Regions from separate parts of the Gossypium hirsutum genome. Here region 2 is linked to region 1. The links are chromatin contacts, called in public Hi-C maps. All regions are on one chromosome and are shown on one strand. Each heading gives the region's core, a stretch centred on a gene start, on an enhancer-like site or on the middle of the called end of the contact. The rest is flanking DNA. Distances are from core to core; before and after follow the strand shown. Region 1 holds the start of LOC107898988. Region 2 holds the start of LOC121228204 (peptidyl-prolyl cis-trans isomerase FKBP19, chloroplastic).

The links. A called contact is a pair of places that touch in the nucleus more often than the background predicts.
Region 2: a contact with region 1 is called in a Hi-C map of leaf, with 3 times the contacts expected there. The contact joins the promoter of LOC121228204 here to the promoter of LOC107898988 in region 1. A contact is called at or near these places in 2 of 34 Hi-C or Micro-C datasets (both in leaf).

The regions. Positions count from the first base shown.
Region 1 is chrA04:80,983,768-80,987,391 of Gossypium_hirsutum_v2.1, forward strand. It overlaps LOC107898988, which reads left to right and starts at 1,311. Exons shown (of 2, transcript XM_016824577.2): 1 at 1,311-1,551. The coding sequence starts at 1,414.
Region 2 is chrA04:81,122,142-81,125,513 of Gossypium_hirsutum_v2.1, forward strand. LOC121228204 (peptidyl-prolyl cis-trans isomerase FKBP19, chloroplastic) reads left to right here and starts at 1,570. Exons shown (of 9, transcript XM_041111483.1): 1 at 1,570-1,795; 2 at 1,890-2,064; 3 at 2,164-2,249; 4 at 2,347-2,397; 5 at 2,696-2,740; 6 at 3,014-3,069. The coding sequence starts at 1,718. LOC107898983 (transaldolase) reads left to right here. Exons shown (of 7, transcript XM_016824572.2): 7 at 1-302. The coding sequence ends at 153.

The DNA.
Region 1 (3,624 bases), core at 61-2,560:
TGAAGAAAGGGAGAGGAAGAGAAGGGAAAATAAAGAAAATAAAAGGGGAAGTTAAAGGAAAATAAAAGAAAAATAATTAAATTTTTCAAAAAGAAAAAAAGTATAGGGATTAGTTATGGAATTTGGCCTAAAAATATTATTTGAAATGTGATATAACATTAGAGGTGTCCATGGCTTGGGCCGGGTCCAATGAAAAAATTGGGCCCATTTGCTAGGCCCAACCTATAAATGGGCCTAAAATTTGCCCATGCTTGGCCCGAATAAAAATGTTGAAACTTGAGCCAGGCCCAGCCGTATTATTTTTATATTATTTTTTATATAATTTTTAAAAAACATAATACATCAAAAATACTAAAAATATTAAAATAAATGTTTCTCGAAAAATTGAAAATAAATTAAAAATCAATATGTACATTTAAATAACACTAAGATATGTGCAACTTAATAAGCAAATACCTCTAAAATAGTAACAAAAATAATAATAAAACAAAAGTTATACAATATACAAACAATAACAACAAAATAGTAGCAACATAGCAGTGAAATGGTAGCAAAATAGTAAAAAAAATAGCAAAAAACGTAATTACAAAAACAACAAGAACATAAAAAAAAGTAGTAATTTTTTTTGTATATTGGGGCCGGGCTAGGATCGAGCTAAAAAAGCCTTATATGAGGCCCAACCCGTTTTCTAAACAAGCATGATTTTTTACACAAGCCCATTTTTCAGGCCTATATTTTTACTCAAACCCTTCTACTTTTCGAGCGAGCTGGGTGGCCCCGCCCATAAACAAATTTATATAACATATGCCATGTTAACTTGTCATTAAACTATTAATGGCAATTAATGATTTAATAATTAAAATATAATAAATAACATTAATGATTATATTATAATTTTTAAAATTTGATGATAAAATGTAATTTAAACTATTAAATTTATTGTTTACCCTAATAATTATTAGGAATAGCAACTCTCATCCTCATTATCCTCCTTAAATTTGAAACAAATACTTCAGTAAGAAGGAATTTAAGATTTCAAAAGATTTTTTTTTTGAAAAATATTTTTAGTATAATTTATTTAATATCTTAATAAAAAATAATTTGAGAAATTGTGACAAATTATATACTACAATTGGTTCACCATTTCAAAATTTAACACTAGAGATAATGATAGATGGAAATAGAGTTGAAGTGCCAAAATGGATATTTTCAAAATAGAAGTGGCACATTAAAAGATTTGTTAAATTATAAGAGCCAAAAACGGAATTATCCCAAATCTTGTTTCTTAAAATTGGGCTCATTATTTTTTGTGGGTGTTAGCAGGGGTGGGGTTTACAGGGGTTTTAGGCCCAGTTTGGAAAATAGGGTAAGAAGTGAGGAAGAGAGCAAGAGGAGCAGCGACCGGCGAGAGAGATGGCAGGAGCGTTTTGGGGAACAAGAGTGATGGAGATAGTGAAGAAGCACGACTCTGGTGGTCTCGTTTGGAAGAGAATTAAGCTCACTTCCACCCGCAAAGCCAACGCCAAGAAGCGTCTCCATCGCGTTTGGCAGGTCCTTATATCCTTCTCTCCTTTTTTTTTCTTTTTTTTTTAATGCCCCAACCTTTCTTCTTCTGGGGTTTTTGTCTTGCGGCTTCATGCTTTATGCTCTCAATTGTTTCACTTAGGTTTTGGGAAGTAGTTAGAATTATAGGGAAAATATGAACTGTGGAAGAAGGTTGTGAACAAGTTCAAGTTAACATTTGATAGTTTATTACATTTAGAGATTAGTTGCAAATTTCGTACCCACAATTAATAGCACAGTCAACCATACATGCTCAAGATAGCTTATAGACTTCAACTTCATTTGGTATAATGTCCTGTTAGTTTAGATTTCATCTTAGGATTATTTACTATTCATGATAAATGTTTTCCTCTTTGCTTTGCGTGTGTGTGTGTGTCCCTTTCCTGTAGCTCTTACAAAACGGTTCTTCCATTTTATGGCCACTGGCATGTGTCTGCTGAAGTTCCGTATGTGCTGTTTTTAAAGGGGTTTTAGTGGTAGCCTCGCATTAGATTGTGTATAATCAGTGAACTCGAGTTCAGTGGTTTAGAACTATGCAATATGTTATCTGGATTCTGGGTCGGTGTTAGATGCGGGTATGTGCAACTTCAAATATTTTTCTGTGTTTGGAAGATCATACCATCATATCAATGTCCAAATATGTGCCAGATACAATTGTATGATACGGATACTTTAAAGAAAATTAAGAGTCCAGTTAACAGAGCTGAGCACACAGAAAGGGTTAGTTTAATCTTGAGTCTGAAGAGGGGATAGTACAGGATTCAGGCGACCTGGACATTTTTACTTTCTATCTAATGACTTGGTTGGCCAATTGACTGCTGTCATTCTACTTGGTCAAGTTGTAGTTTAAATTTCTCACATTAGGTTGTCTACTTACCATGATTTTATAGTCATGGTGGCACTTGGATAAGAGAATCATCATATATTGTCTTTCGGCCTTTCATTTGCTTGGATCTAAAGACTCCTTGAGTTTTTATCGTCTGCTAAAGGGAAATTATTTAATTACAACCATGTAATATTCTGAGAAAAACATTATTTTAGTAATTGACCACTTTTGTAGTGGCCTATGGATGATGGATTCAAATCCCTATTTCATGTTTGCTATTTGTGAAATAGAGTTATGACTTAAACCATTATATGAAAGAAACCTAACATTTCTTTTATTTAGCATTGCCACTGGTGGAACTTAGCCTGCCTATATACCAGTTTTTCTTGCCACGAGGTCAGTTTTGTCAAAGGGTGGATGGGGCTCTCTAGGCTTTAGATCTCTTATATTGCCTTAGGCACAAAATGAAGCGCTTGCCTGATTGAAGTCATATTTAAATATATACACATATATTTATGAATACATATTTGTATGCATAAAGTAAGCTTAAATATATAGTCATATATATTGCAATATTTGTGTATAAATAAAATAAGCTTATATATAGTTATGATTTGCCCACCTCATCCCTTAACCATGTGGGCGGGGGTTCGATCCCCCCTCATGAGAATGGAGCACATTTCATGACCAACCGTTTACCGCTTTGGAGTGCACCTGTAGCAAGGGGATTAGTCACTGTTGGTGCCAGCGGTGGATACCCTAGTTATGATCAAATATATATATAGTTATGATTATAAATTCTAAAGAGTGGTCAAGTTTATTTACAAAACATGCAATTTTTTAGTTGGCCAATATGCTTGATTTCTTACTGTTCTGATATTGTTGAATTCTCACATATCGAGAGGTAGGGGTTTTGATACTATCTTCTTTTTTACTAGTAAAGGTTTATTTAAAAAAGTAAAAAATAAAATAATCAGGCGGGCTTTTCTTTTGCTTATTGCCATACTAAAAAGAGTGCCTAGGTACACCAGGCATGCACTTGATCAAATGCCCTTGCCGGAAAGGGTGTGAGGTGTTTTTGTTGTCTAACGCCAAGGCACTAGGCATGTGCCTTGACATCATTGAGGTCCAGACCTCCAACTGAAAGGCCATTTATAACCATATTTAAGAAAGAAATCAGGTTGTGATATTCTATTTTGCTGTTTGCATTACATTCAGTAACAGTCAGATAACTT
Region 2 (3,372 bases), core at 320-2,819, 140 kb after region 1:
ATCTATAGTGCACTTGAGAAGTTGGGGATTGACTGGGGCAAAGTCGGTTCACAGCTGGAAGACGAGGGAGTGGAGTCTTTCAAGAAGAGCTTTGACAGCCTTCTCGACACATTGCAAGAGAAGGCAAACACTCTTAAATTTGTGATTTCTTAGATTTGCTGTCACTGCAAACACAATAAAAACAAGCGGGTGTTGGTTCCTGCTGTAAAAGAAAGTTGGTGAGCGAGCGTTATGTGAGACGTTGAATATTATGTAATATGAAGCAGCGAGTGTTTGTTTAATGGAACTTTTGTTTTGTGCTTTGTTTTATGGCTCCTGCTGATCAATGTAGTTGCAGATGTGGTTCTAAAGCAACAGGAAACCTTAAAAAGGATAAGGTAATAGAAATCTTGGGTGTGAAAATCAATCGCAATCAAACTTGCCAAAATATTTGTGATATTTTGGTCAACTCCTATCGTTTATGGTCAAATGTTTTTCTTTTCCTTGGTGAAGTTTTTCCAAAAAGAAAAAAGAAAAAAAGAATAAATGGAGAATATGTTACCGTACTATTTTTGTTTTTGTTTATTCCAATGGTTGACCTATATAAAAATTATTTTCTTTTTTGGTATTTTGAAAATTTAATTATAAAAATGGGTTAATTTTACTGACATCATTTTTATAACCAAGTGAGTTGTTTTGTTAGTATACTTATTAGTTTAGACGTTATAGACGTTAACTGTGAGCTCAAAATTGATGCAAAATATATTTAAAACTTGAAATTCGCGAATCCAGTTATAAACACTTGTACTTAATCATGTGGGTAACTTAAATTTGGCTTGTTAAGAAAATAATTTTTTTAAGGTTAATTTTTCGTCCGTTTTTTCATATATTAAATTCAAATTATTCATGTAGATATTAACATGTTTATAATTTAATTTATGTGTTTTAAATATACTTCTAATCAAATATAAACTATTATTTAATATTTAGGGTGAATTTGAATGAGTAGTGCGTTTAGTAGTTGTTAGTGTAAAAACATTAATAGTGGTGAGATTAAATATTATAGCGTGAGATCAAAAGTAAGCTAAACGAACTGCACCGCCTATTCAAACCTACCTTTAAATTGACAATTAAGTTGATGGAAAGACTTGATAAAATATAATTTTGATATTTTAAGGACTCAACTAGAATCATTTGAAGTTTAAGACCAATTTAGCATAGATGATAATGAGTAAAAGAATTCCACAAATGAATTTAAAATTAGGGGTGAATTGAATTGAATTTGGTTGAAATTTTTAATTTTTTTTAAACCGTTTATGATAATTCGCTTCGATTCTTGATGTTTATAATAAATTTAGGATTTAGATTTTTTTTAAAAAATCAATAACTTTTATATAACATTTTTAAAAAAATATTATATTTTTAATGTGGATAACCATGATATTTTAATTTGGATTTTATAAATGTTGTTTGATTTTCGATTTTGATGGCCGAAAAAAAAAAAGAACCTGACAGCATGCTAAAACAATTTGAAACCGGTGGCGGCCCAGCCCAGTGTCCCATAAAATCCAAAGGATAAATATTATGAGAGCGGGCATACAGCCGTAGAAGGAATGTCACAAAAAGCTGAGGCCGTTATCTTCCCGCGTACAAAGTAGACGCACTTTCTTTCTTTCTCCGTCAAAGTCTCACCGCCTTTTCTTTCCTGCTTTCGTCACGGAATTGAATACTTAGTTTGATGGCGTCGATTTCAGCAACTGGATTTCTGCCCCAATCCCTTACCTTATCCTCTGCAACTGCAAGAGCTTCTACTAGGGTACGTCATCTCCTCCCTCAATTTCCTCGTAATTAATTTCTTCTATTGACCACCCAATCCAACCCCAACCGTAATGTATCTTCTTTGATTTCAGAGACCAATAGCATGCCTTTCTGCGCAACTCCAGCAGCAGCAGCCACCATCTCAGCGGATCGAGCGAAGGAAAATTATGGTAATTGGAGCGGTTGGATTAGTCGCTCCTGCTCTCTGGGATTCTTCCAACGGAGAAATTGAGATGGCAATGGCTGCCTCTTCTGGATTTACTGATAGTACTTTTCTTTTTCTTTTAGCTTAGGGATTCATTCCATTTTATTTTTAATTTTATGCATTTCATTTGCTAATCCAAATTGTTGGAATTTGGAGCACAGTGCCAGCACTTAGGGGAAAGGATTATGGGAAGACCAAAATGCGGTATCCAGATTACACTGAAACAGTATCAGGTCTTCAGTACAAGGTCATTTTGCTACGGAAACAATCCCATTCAATGTTAATTTTAGTTTTTAATTGGTGTATATGTTCTTATCTTGATAAAAATTCCAATGAGAATGTAGGACTTGCGGGTCGGGAATGGCCCTACACCGAAGATGGGAGATACAGTAGTGGTAAGCATCAATTTTCAAATGTTTATGTCAAAACTTAATACCTTCAAATTTAGTGCGCAACTATTATTGTTTTTGTTATTTTTGCCTAAGCTATTTCAAGCAGTTTATGGGCTACGAACTATATACTGTAGGTTGATTGGGATGGTTACACTATAGGGTATTATGGCCGCATATTTGAAGCTCGAAACAAGACCAAAGGCGGTTCCTTTGTTGTACATAACGCTTCCCGTCCTAATTCTGCATGTCATTTTAAATTAGTTGATTATTTCATGATATTATCTGGGTTTAAAACATGCAGGGAGATGACAAAGACTTCTTCAAATTTAGACTTGAATCCCAAGAAGTGAGTAGTTGGTTTTGCTGAATCAGATAATAGTGTTCTCCATACAACTCATGAATGTTAAAGATAATATAGTTCTAACTCACCTTTTTCTTGTTTTTGTGATCTAAGCTAATAATTTAGTTTTAAGGATTTATGATTGTCTAAGGTCTCTCAATTAGTACTTTTTCTTCCTTTTTAAATTTATAAGCCACATCCAAAGTACAATATTATATTGAGATACAAATATAAAGATGAAACCTTCAAAATAAGATTTTCTCCTTATCAATTATTCAGGTGATTCCAGCATTCGAAGAAGCAATTACAGGAATGGCTCTGGGTGGTGTTAGAAGGTGCTTGTTCTGCTTTTCTAATGCATATAATCTTGTTTACTGTATTCACACATTGCGTACTCCACTTTGTAATCTTGTGTCCTGTGGCTACCAACATTAAGTGTGTCAAATAAAAGATGGGCTATTGATCAATGGTTTCAAGTGCATTTCGCTCCTTTTACTAAATCGAGCTAAATATTTTTGCGGTCTGAGCTATAAAACTTCTTTAACTTGTTGATGCAGATGCATGATACTTTTTTATCATGAAAAGAAAACAAGGATTAAGTAATTTCTTTTCTGCGATAATATTGTATGCAAATTTCA